2 separate regions of the Zea mays genome follow, and region 1 is linked to region 2. The links are chromatin contacts, called in public Hi-C maps. All regions are on one chromosome and are shown on one strand. The core of a region is the stretch at or near the end of the contact, and the rest is flanking DNA. Distances in the headings are between cores, read along the strand shown. Region 1 holds the start of LOC100383523 (putative AMP-dependent synthetase and ligase superfamily protein). Region 2 has its middle 63 kb from the start of LOC103651348.

Region 1 (5,570 bases), core at 1,428-3,927, 200 kb before region 2:
AACAATGGTAACAATGCTCTTGTTCGAGATTAGTACTCCCTTAGGATCACCAGTTGTTCCACTGGTGTACATTATTGTACATATGTCATCCTTTTCCTTGGGTGGAAGTTCAAACTTCTCTTTACCTCCCTGTTGGTAGAACAGAAAAAAAATAATTTTCTAACTGATATATCAAGGCATATTTCTCGCAAGGATGCCCCCAAAAATGTATAAATTTGAAATGAAAAACATGCCTTAACACATTATTAATATTCTTGTAACTAAGCACTTATTCATTCCATGTGTGATTTGGTCAGGAAAGGAGAACCTTACCAGTTGCAGAAACTCTTCCCATGAGTAGATGGACAAGCCATTCTGTTCAACTTTTTCCTTGTGCCCAGGATCAACCTTACCGAAGCTTACAAGTGCTTAAAACAAAATGAATGACTATCAGTAAGTCAAATCAACTGCATTATAGCTTATCCACACAGCCAGAAAATTTCTCGAACTTACTTTTCAGATATTTGGTCGCATTGGGAAATGTCTTGAGCATCTGAAAAAACAATGAATTATTTGAAATGCCCAAACAAAGAGCCTAGCACAAGATATTCTTGATAGATCGAGCAAGTTAGACATACAATGTACTGTGGGTTATTCAAATAAATCAAACTAACACATAATGTATTGTTTTGTTACCTTTTTCGCTATAAGAAAAATGTAAATCATATTTTTACATTCGTGCTGTAGCATTCTTTGTCACAACAAAGGTCATATGAGAAAAACTTAATAGGGTTGATATAGTTGATAAAATCATGTCTTGTTTTTGTAGTGACAACTTATAAGCTGGTTAAAAAAACAACAATTTTAAGTTGCATCAAATTCTACTATGCGGACAAGGGTAGAGAAGTTATCAAATGGTTCCAATCAAGAAGCATACCTCTCCGATCTTCTTTTCCTCAACAAAAGCAATTTGTACCTCTGCATGGCACAATACGAATTCTACTGCCCCGGCACCTACAGCCATAAAAGTTGACAGTAGATGCAGTGGACCATTGTTATCAGCTTACCAAATAGGACCTTTAACATGCATGCGTGTGTGACTGTGTACACATGTTGTGATTTGACAATTTGCTTTGAGAACATGATAATTCTGAAGAATTTTCATTGTTCGGTACAAACAAAAAAGCTTACCAAGCGTGTCATATAGTGGCACACAGTAGATGCCATGGGCATTGCAGGCCTGAACGATTAAGCAATGGAGTGCATAAGCAACATGGTAAAAGGGGGGGGTAGCATTGTGAAAGTTGTGATATAGTCAATAAACAAAAGGATTCAGAAATATATTCGTTAGATAGTAGAATCCTGGCATCCACATCGACAGAAATTTACACAGACTTCTCCAGAGACGTTCTCCCCAAAATGACCAAACAATTGACCAAGTCAAAAACTATGTACTAAAGAAGAATTTTGCTTTCCAATAAATTCCAGCACGTTATGAAAAGTTAAATGCTCTGGCCATCTTTTTCTTTGGTGGAACAAGAAAGTTGTATCAGTAGGGCTTGTAGCAACGAGGCTAATTGTCTTTTCTTTTATTCAGTGTCTGCTGAATACACAATATCATCCTATGTTTCTAGTTGGGTTCCGGATATTGCTTGCTAGTACAATAAGTGCACCTGCATACTGATGACCCACTCAGGAGAATTGGCTCCATAGATGCCACACCGGCCGCCCTGCAGACAATCATACACGCAACTGTGAGCGAGCGATAGATACATCAGCATGGCCAATAATGTAGAAAATAAACAAACAGGTCTAGCCTCTCAACGTGGAAGATCACGCGCAATAAGCCAAGCAAACGCCCATACCTTGCCGACGCCACAGCTCCGGATGGCAGACCCAACATCGAGCACGGTGTCGTATACCTGCTTGTAAGTCAGCCATGTGTAGCTGCCAGCCTGAGGACGCGTGAGACAAAGAGGCGACAGTGGAATTCAGCAGAGCATTAAAAACCAAAGCACCGCATGCACGCAGGTATGGAACGGAACCCCCACGGGCGCGGGTATGGAAGCAGGCTGCGGGCCGCGATCACCGACCTTTCCGTGGACGATTTCGCGGCGGCCCAGCATCTTGTTGTCGGGGCACTTCTCCACGGACAAGCTGCACGGAGGCGCATGACGCGCACGAGCCCGTCAGAACCAGGTTTGGAAGAAAACAAAGTACGAGTAGTTCCTACGGAGGATCGCGGTGGGTTCATATCGATGGTGAGCGCAACCCACAGGCTGGAGCCTGGCATTGCGAATCCCGGGGGGCAAGAACAGATCTATCTGTACGCCTACGCGCGCGCGCGCGCGCGGGGAGAAAATCGAGAGAAGGACGGCTGGGAAGGAAGGAAGGATGACGCACGCGCGGCGGCGCGCGGAAAACGGACGACGTACCGGAATATGTCCCAGCAGCACTCGAGCCCCGGCACGGCGGGCGGCGACGCGGCGTTGCCACCGGCCGCGCATCGGTACGTGGGCCCCGCCGATGGCGCCCCGCCCTCCGCCGCCGCCTCCCTTGCCGGCTCCACCTGCACGAGGTGCTTCATGGATCCCGTGACCATGTCTGTCTGTTCCCTGTGCTCTCGGCCTCTCCCCTCCTCCCTCCCTCCTCCCTCTCCGAGTCTCCGTGGGCGTGTGTCTGTCGAGACGAGCGGCGCGGCAGGCACAGCCGCACAGGCAGCGGCGCGTCGAATTTATTGCACCGCGAACCGGGCCGGTGGTGCGGTACCGCGGGCTGTGTCCAACTTCCAACGCCAACAAAGGTAACGGCAGCCCAGGCCCTGAACTCAGAATGTCACACGCACGGCACGCGCTACTATTTGTATCCCCTCCCCGGCAGGCACACGGCCCGGGGAACCGATACTACAGCACAGCAGTCAGCGGTCAGTAGTATTGTATTGCGTTACTGCATGGAGGCCTGTGCTGTGCTGTGCCGCGACCGCCAACACTGACCTGACCCCAACAGCAACAGACGAGGATACGGGACGCATGCAGAACGCATGGTTTACAAGAGTTCAGACGGGACGGGATCTCTTTCTCCAGCGCGTCACGAACGGCGACGGATTTGTTTATGTGGCACGGCAAAAGTGACGCGGCGGCGGCACTGCAGACCGCACGGCACGGTGGACTGGACGGGCGGGCCGGGGCTGGCTCGTGGAGGGTGATGGCGTAGCGTGGAATTTGATCGGGGATGGAACCGTCGTTGAGATTGACAAGGATCGGTTCAACTTCAACGGTTGTTAGTTGCAGGCACTGCAAACACTGTTCTAGAACTATTGTATCGCTATGGGCACTGCACGGAAGGGACCGGCTATTTAAACTCGGCAATAATGATGCCATGGCGTGGCGTAGGGTGGCAGGCTTTTCTTACTCATTCTATAGGTAATGTAGAAGTGAAGGACTGCTTGAGCGACCAACCAACGTGTTCGAACCAGAAATAAGCCGGCGGACTGAGGCCGGACAGTCCGCGGTCCGGACGGTCCGCGCCTGTGGGCCGAACGGTCCGCGCGTGCGCAGAACAGATTAGGGTTCTGAGTTTTGTGCTACGGTTGTTAGCTATATAAGCGGGATTAGCTCGGAATCAGTTGTGTAAAGGGTCCAGCCCCCCTCCTCTATAAATAGAGAGGTCTACGGCCGATTTGTAATCATCAACAATCGAATCAATACAACTTTTATTCGCATTTTATCCTAGGAGTAGTTCTAGTCTAGTTTAGGTTTAACCTCTCAATCTCCAAATCCTTCGCCTCTTTTTGACTCTACGCCGATTGGAGGAGTCTAGGTCGGCCGGCCCGAGCCTAGACAACCCCTAGGATCTCTCCTCCCCGACGGGGTCCCTCCCGGGAGCGAGATCCAGGCCGCCGCCGGCGATTTCCGCCGCCCCTGCGCACGCGCGGACCGTCCGGCCGTCAGGCAGGGAACCCGAGCTCCTGCACCAGGTCGCGGACCGTCCGGCCCTGCGCCGCGGACCGTCCGCGCCTGACCAGATAGCACCGCCGCCTCGCGCCAGGTCGCGGACCGTCTGGCCCTGGGCCGCGGACCGTCCGCGCCTGACCAAAGAACACCGCTGCTGGTTCTCTTGGGTATTTGGCGCTCCGAAAAGGCGTCAACATACTTTTTGGCGACTCCGCTGGGGAAGACATATCTAAGCTCATCAAATCGGCCCTCAATGGCCGGTTCAAGGGATAGCTCTGATATTTCTCCAAGCAACATCATAGAGCCGACTTGGGAAACCTTGCCGGCTGACGAGCAGCTCCAGTTCGAGGAGCACAAGGAGCGGATGATCCAGGAGGCGAAAGCAAAGTTCTTGGCCAACTTCAAAGTGGACAGGAACAACAAGGTCGTCCGACATCGGGCGACGGATCCGGCTTCGCTCCAACCCACGCCAGATATCTCCAATGTAAGTAATACCAACGATCTGCAATCTCTTAGAAATTATGTAGAAGATCAGCGTGAACAAATGCAGAACATCATAGGGGGTATGCAAAGCGATCTTAAGAGACTAGTGCGTGCATTTGATAAATCTAGTATCACAAATTTTCCTTCGCACGAGGTTGAGTTAGGAGGTAACACGCGTAACACATCGGCTACAGGTTGTCACGACCAGTCACAACCCCTTTATGGGATGCCGATGGACACATACCCTGAGCAACCGCAAATCGGCAGCAAATCAGCCGATCTGCACATGCCCGGACCGTCCGCACGTGAGCGCGGACCATCCGGACCAACAACAGTCGGGCCGATTTTTAATGAGTTACCTAGATATGCGCCCGAACCTCCACACACGACACAAAATCTAAACTACCCAGTCGGACCGTCCGCGTACAACAACGGACGGTCTGCACATAATCACGGACGGTCCGGGCCAATGTCCGGACAGTCCGCACATGACCTTTTTGAGGAGGATTGTTACCGGAATCCTCACCCGTCCCAGCAGCACTTCCCATCGCACTATACAATGCATCAACCCATTAATTCAAGATCCAGAGCCCAGGAAAGCTTTCCGGCCCCACCCAGGAGGCCGGAAAGAAACGATCAAACCTATGACCCATATAGGGCAAATGAAAATGCACCACGTAACTCAAACCAATGGGGAGAAAGACAACATGCTAATATCCAGCCAACCCCACCTATGTTTGACCAGAGAGCCGGTGGTCTCGCACCGGCTGCCATTGATATAGTAAGGGAAGAAATAGCCGGGGCGTTCCGAGATAAGCTCGGAGTAAGCATGGTCCCTGGGGGGCAATCATATCGGAAACCTTATGACAACCGATTTGATCATCACCCATACCCACAGGGAACCAGGATACCCGAATTCGCAAATTTTTTGGGTGATCAAGGGAAAAACACACGCGAACATATAGGCCAGTTCTTAGCACAATTGGGAGAATTGGCCGACACAGAGGCATTTCGCGTACGTTTATTTTCATTATCGCTAACAGGAACCGCGTTTGCATGGTATGCCACTTTGCCTCCTAATTCCATTTCATCATGGGGGGATCTAGAACAAAAATTTCATGATCATTTTTTCTCCGGTGACTATGAGTTGGATTT
Region 2 (5,519 bases), core at 2,760-5,259:
ACGAATTTCTGTATATATAAGCATGTTTACCAAAAAAAAGATATATAATATGGTTAATCTAACGATATTTATTTGATATTATAAGTCTTAGTTTTTATATATCTAGTTAGATTTAGGTTTAGTTGACTTCTCGAAATATGAATTATGCACTTATCTATAACAAGGGATTATATCAATATATATCTAATCTAATATCGAAAGCCATCAATTCTTTCTTCTATCTCTTATTTTATTCCTCATCTTGATAGTCGGTATTTCAAATCTCCACTCCGACAAGTAAATTTGTATGTGCGTGTTGTGGACTTCGGACGGTGTGCTTAGTAGGCTTAAGGTTTATACTAGTTTGGTATAACATCCCTACATCGAATCTTTGGTGGCTCGCGCTACCGACACCTTTGTTACTCAATGCTCGTAATAGGGGTTACAAGCGGGCGAGAGAGTGAGAAAGGGCTCCCAAGTCTCTTATGTGTGGGTGGTTCTAAAGACTACGGGACTAGAGTCCTGTACTAAGCCTTAGCTCCAGCATCCATGTATTCTGGTCTCGTCGAGCGTTTGTAGTCGTCTTCCTCTTCTAGCCATCCAGAGTTTCGTCTCGTGTCATCCTTTGTTCGTGACCGACCTCCTCCTTTTATAGGCCAAGGTGGGGGTTGGCCGCTGGTAGCTTCCTTGAGAAGGAGATACTATACTATGGTAAAACAAAGTGCTTTATTCTGGTGAAGCCGTGTTGTCTGTATGCATCTCGGTCACCCAGTCGTCTATGCTCGTACTCATTATGGCGGACGGCGTGGGCAGCATGGAGCCCTGATGCCATCATTACTGCCTCTACACCACGTCGACCCCTGGCCTCCGTAGGCTAGGTCTCGGTGTGGCTCGTTGTGTTATGACCCCTACATATGGTCTGCCACTCAAGCCTAGTCCTAATAGTTCAAGAGTGCGTTGTAGTACGAGGGGCTCATAGGTCATGAGTGTGTCACAGACCGAGGAGTTCGTAGGTCATAAGTGGGAGGCGGGCTCATAGGTCAGACGTAGTTAATGCGGACGACCACTCATGGTGGGTCAGTCTCAGACTAGGCGAGGAATCCACTCGAGTGGCTTCCCTTCGATTCACCCAGCCCCCTCTCCAGCTCCGCCTCTCGTGCGCTCCTGAGCTCGGTGCCTTAAGGTTTATCTGGGGCGGGCGCTTCCACGGTAGATGATGCCCTTACCCTCTTGCTAATCGGTGGTCCCCGGTGGCCCGGAGGTACTTCTCTCATGCTTCCTCTAATCGATGGGCCCTATGGGACCGAGGATCTTATGCTTCCATGTAGTTTTATTTATAAATTGTGTATTTAATATTATTATGCTTGAGTTTTATACTTTTAATTGTTGTTATGAATGATGTAATTTTATTTGCTTAATTATGTTATTTGAAGTATTTGAGTTCCAATAAAACAAAGTGTTTCATGTCAAATAAAGTCGGTAAAAGAAAAAGTTGATGTCACGACGAGATGGCTATTGGCCGATGCTAAGGTTATGCGCTAAAGCGTTACGGTATTGCCAATATAGACCGATAGTTAGCTGATGCGGCGATAGATAGAGCCCACACTAGAGCTGGAACCAGCCTTGTAACTGCTAAAACTAAATTTGGCATCGGGATCCAAGCCAGCCAGATCTTTACTTCCCCAACGCTTCGGCCGATGGGTCGTCGTCGTCGGTAGGTGCAGAGAAAGCACGCAACGAGAAAACGCCTCCCCTCCGAGTCCCACGGTCCCACCACAAAAGCCAAAAGCCGTGCACACAGATGCGCCATTAGTCTGGCCACTGATAAGGAGCCCTGCTGGTCTGCATTGATGCCCTTCTTCTGCCTCTCTGGACTGAAGATCGGCATCCATGTGTTTCAGGCCCGGAGCGATTCTCGACACCATCACAGGAGAAAAAGCCTAGCCAAAGGCAAAAGCGATCCAGCGCTCTCCGGCGGCCACCTAATAGCGTGGAATTAAGTAGTCGCATAATTATCGCAGTAGCCACAGAATCGACATGATAGAGGCAGTATGATTTCGCGCCGGTGCTTTAATTTGTTCTTATTCAGCCCAATCCTTGGCTTGCAAGTCTGGGTCTTCCTTTTTCGCTCCGATATTTTGTTATCGTTTGTTTTATCTTAATACATATATATATGCGCACAAGATAAAAGATATGCCCCGATCGGTCGACCCTCTCGCATCTGGTCTTCGGCTTATTGAGAGGAGAGCCCACGTGATTTGACGTTGATGTCCTAGCGACCCACTTGGCGTTCTCGGAAATTCTCCGTGCTCTCCCTAGGAGCCCGAACTGTGCTCTGACAGAGACGGCAGATCCGTGGTCGGAAGAACAGAAGAAGAAGAAGAAGAAAAATCACGAAGTAATGCACCCTTTGTAATTTGGCTTGCGTTGCTGCTTGCACTGAATGAAGCTGCGCTTGCAAACGGACACTGTTGTTGCCTGCTGTGTGTACTTGTAATGTTGATTGTTTGGTCAGATATGGTCTGGTTTAATAGGATGGTTTCATCGTTAGATCGGTCACTGAGAAGCACTGTAAGTGGACCTGCCGATAATAACATGGCGAGATTCGCAGTTGCAGTTGCAGCAACTCCATCAGTCAAGTCAATGGCTTTGTCATGCAACAAAGGAACGTCCCATGGCCCGATGGTTCGTGTGCCAACCACTAGCAAGCAATAAAACTTTCGTCGATATTATAGTTTACACAAGGTCGAGGAGCTAAGGCCCTGTTTGGGAACACAGTTTTTTCAAACTGCAGTTTTTCAAATAGTAAAGCATGCTTTAGTCATGACATTACTACAGTTTACAATACTTCAGTTTTCGAATACAACAGTATCCAATACATCAAGGTGTTTGGGAAAAACTTTGGTTGAGACCAATCAGCCAGAGCGGGACCCAGCTGGCGCTCTCTTTACAGAGAAAAACTTTGGCTGAGACCAAAGTTTCCAAAACTGCAAAACAAGTGCAGTATTTACAATACTACAGTTTAGTATACAGAGATTTTAGATGAGTTGCCAAACACCTCAAAGTATATAATACCACAGTATTGCTCAATACTACAGTATTGCTTCAATACTGCAGAAAAACTTTGTTCCCAAACACCCCCTAAGTTAAACTGGGAGAACTGGAGGGGATTAAGTTTTGCAGACAAACTGGCTTTGTTGCGCTCTCTTGCTTTCGTGTTTGGTTTTTTTCTCTCTTCCCAACAAAGGAGACAGAAAGTAAAACGATGCGGCGGCAAGTCGCAGTTCAGCGCTTCTTTTTCCCATGCCTTACTATCTACGTACGTGAACTCTCGGCGACCCTGAATCTGAATGAATGAAGAGGAAGACTCCAAATTCGATGCGATCACATACTAGTACGACGGATATGGAAGAGGAACGGCGTGTTAGCCAAACAGAAAAAAAGTCACACAACACAGCTGCACAAGTCATCATTGTTTGTATACGCGGCACGCCATGTCGTAGCCGCAACCAGCTGATAGCTAGAGTTTTTTTTAAACACCGGATTTTTTTTGTCTGTTTAATCGTGTAAGGTCATCCCTTGGAGGCAACCAAGGTCCAGCCAGCAGAGAGGGCAAGCACTCTCTTGCTTGTGCAATTTACAAAGCGAGATTCCTTCCGATGATGAGCGATCCAATGCAAGACCAGCTTTACTTGTCAATCTAATTGCTATGCTTTTGGCACCGCATGCAGATTCGCGTACAAGTTAAAGGCGGGGGAAAGAACTATAGGAGCAGACGCAGCTGGTAGCCGTGACGAGATCATGCCATGCTCCATGCATAATATGTCGTTATTAAGTATAGCTAGCGAACGACAAAGCCGATCATCAGCATACCAACAACTCCAAATCGGCGTTGGCTAGCTAGCTAGCTACCTTAATAAAAGCTGGCCCAGTTGTCGTGCGTTGATTTTTTCCCCTAAGCTGTGGGTTATTGGTCAAGTGCCAACGCAGGCAGGGCGTTTTTGCTTTAGTATCCGTCGCCGTCGGCTCGCCTCATATGCACGGGACGGATCGCCGTCGCGTGGCATAAAAATCAGCTCCCGAGCGGCCGCGGGTACGTTGTAGTCGTCGGCTACGTCGCGGACGAAACCAGCGCGCGGCTTTTTTGCCTGTGGACGAAACGAGCGGCGGCATGCAGACGCAGCACAGGAGGGCATCGGCTCAGGCAGGGCGTTTTTTGCCTTGTCCGTCGTCGTCGTCGGCTCGCCTCATACACACGGGTCGGGATGGATCGCCTTATCTCGTCGCGTCGCATAAAAATTAGCTCCCGAGCGGCGGCGTTTCACCCGCGCGTAGTCGTCGTCGGCTAGGGAGCGGACGAAGCGAGCGCGTCTTCTTCTTCTTCTTCTTCTTTTTGCCTTTGGACTTTCTTTCCTTGTCGCGTGGCCAGAATCGGTGTGCTCGAAACAGAGAGGCACCAGCGCACGGTTCGCAGAAAACAAAAGGCATCGATCGGGTTTCCATGCAGCCACTTTTGTCTCCGACGCCACTGCAGTCAGAGGCGCTAATGTGCTCTAAATTTTATATTATAAAATTTAAGAATCGAATTACATTAAAATCTAACTTTATCACTATTTATTTTTTAAAACTATAAAAGTAATTAAGAGTCTAAACTTACTGAGTAGAAACATTTGGATCGTGCCACGCCCCTGTCTGTGCAGAAACCGGAAACGAAAGCGTTATTTACTGTGTACAGTAAGCCTTTAAGCTTGGTTGTAGGCGTCTTTACATGCTTGTCTGCTGGCTAACCTTCTAGAAGTTGACTTGGCCCGGAACAAATAAAAGCTCACCACACTTTGCGTTTTGCGTGGATAAAATGGTGGGGCCAAAGCGACGAGGACTTGGACGCTGACATTTCCAAGGCCAAGGCTACTACTCTACTAGCAGAGCACTACTGGTTTCCCTTCCGCATTTGGAGCTGTGGTGGTCCAATCGACTGCTGCGTCTCTCTCCTAGTCTTCTTTCATTTCCACTCAAGGTGTCGGGCGGGGAGGTCCCAACTTCTTTCATTTCCCAGAGTCGACCTCGTCCTCATCAAGATCTCTCAACAGAGCACCTCTTCGTGGCTTGGAGAAATTCTTGCGGACGTATGGACGATGCCGGACCACGCTGCTGTTACGACGGCGACGAATGGATCTGCCAGCTCGTGCAGCAATCGCGGCTGGAGATCGATATGCCCAGGTCGGGTCAGACTCCTTGCTAGACGAGCTCCTCTCCTTTGACGGCTCCTCCATGACCACGAATGGGGATTTGGCTTCCTAGACGGAGGTTCTACTGATGCCGATTTGAAAATGGGATTTAGCTTTCTAGACGGACGTTACTGTTAGACAAGAAATGGGATTTGGCTTTCTAGACGGACTTTGCTGCTAGACAAGAAATGGGATTTGGCTGCTGATGCAGATCGCTGGAATCGCTCCTTTGCTGGCTTGCTGCTGATGTAGATCGAAATGGGATTTGGCTTCCTTTATGGTGCGCAATCAGGGTGTGAACGAGAATATGTG

Evidence for each region. Hi-C and Micro-C count contacts between places; a contact is called where the count stands out from the background.
Region 1: a Hi-C map of endosperm shows a contact between it and region 2, with 4 times the contacts expected there. The contact joins the promoter of LOC100383523 here to the enhancer-like site in region 2. A contact is called at or near these places in 2 of 25 Hi-C or Micro-C datasets (ear and endosperm).

Annotation. Positions count from the first base shown.
Region 1 is chr3:214,037,017-214,042,586 of Zm-B73-REFERENCE-NAM-5.0, reverse strand. LOC100383523 (putative AMP-dependent synthetase and ligase superfamily protein) reads right to left here and starts at 2,677. Exons shown (of 19, transcript NM_001176171.1): 1 at 2,415-2,677; 2 at 2,073-2,136; 3 at 1,845-1,934; 4 at 1,653-1,709; 5 at 1,171-1,219; 6 at 917-993; 7 at 493-532; 8 at 313-407; 9 at 1-129. The coding sequence starts at 2,581.
Region 2 is chr3:213,841,186-213,846,704 of Zm-B73-REFERENCE-NAM-5.0, reverse strand. No RefSeq gene overlaps it. Among protein-coding and RNA genes, the nearest start is that of LOC103651348, 63 kb to the left of the region's middle. Within about 2 kb of position 4,009, at least 18 of the 20 cell types and tissues checked have an H3K27ac peak or open chromatin away from gene starts, as enhancers often do. A contact at or near this core is called in endosperm, where this site is marked.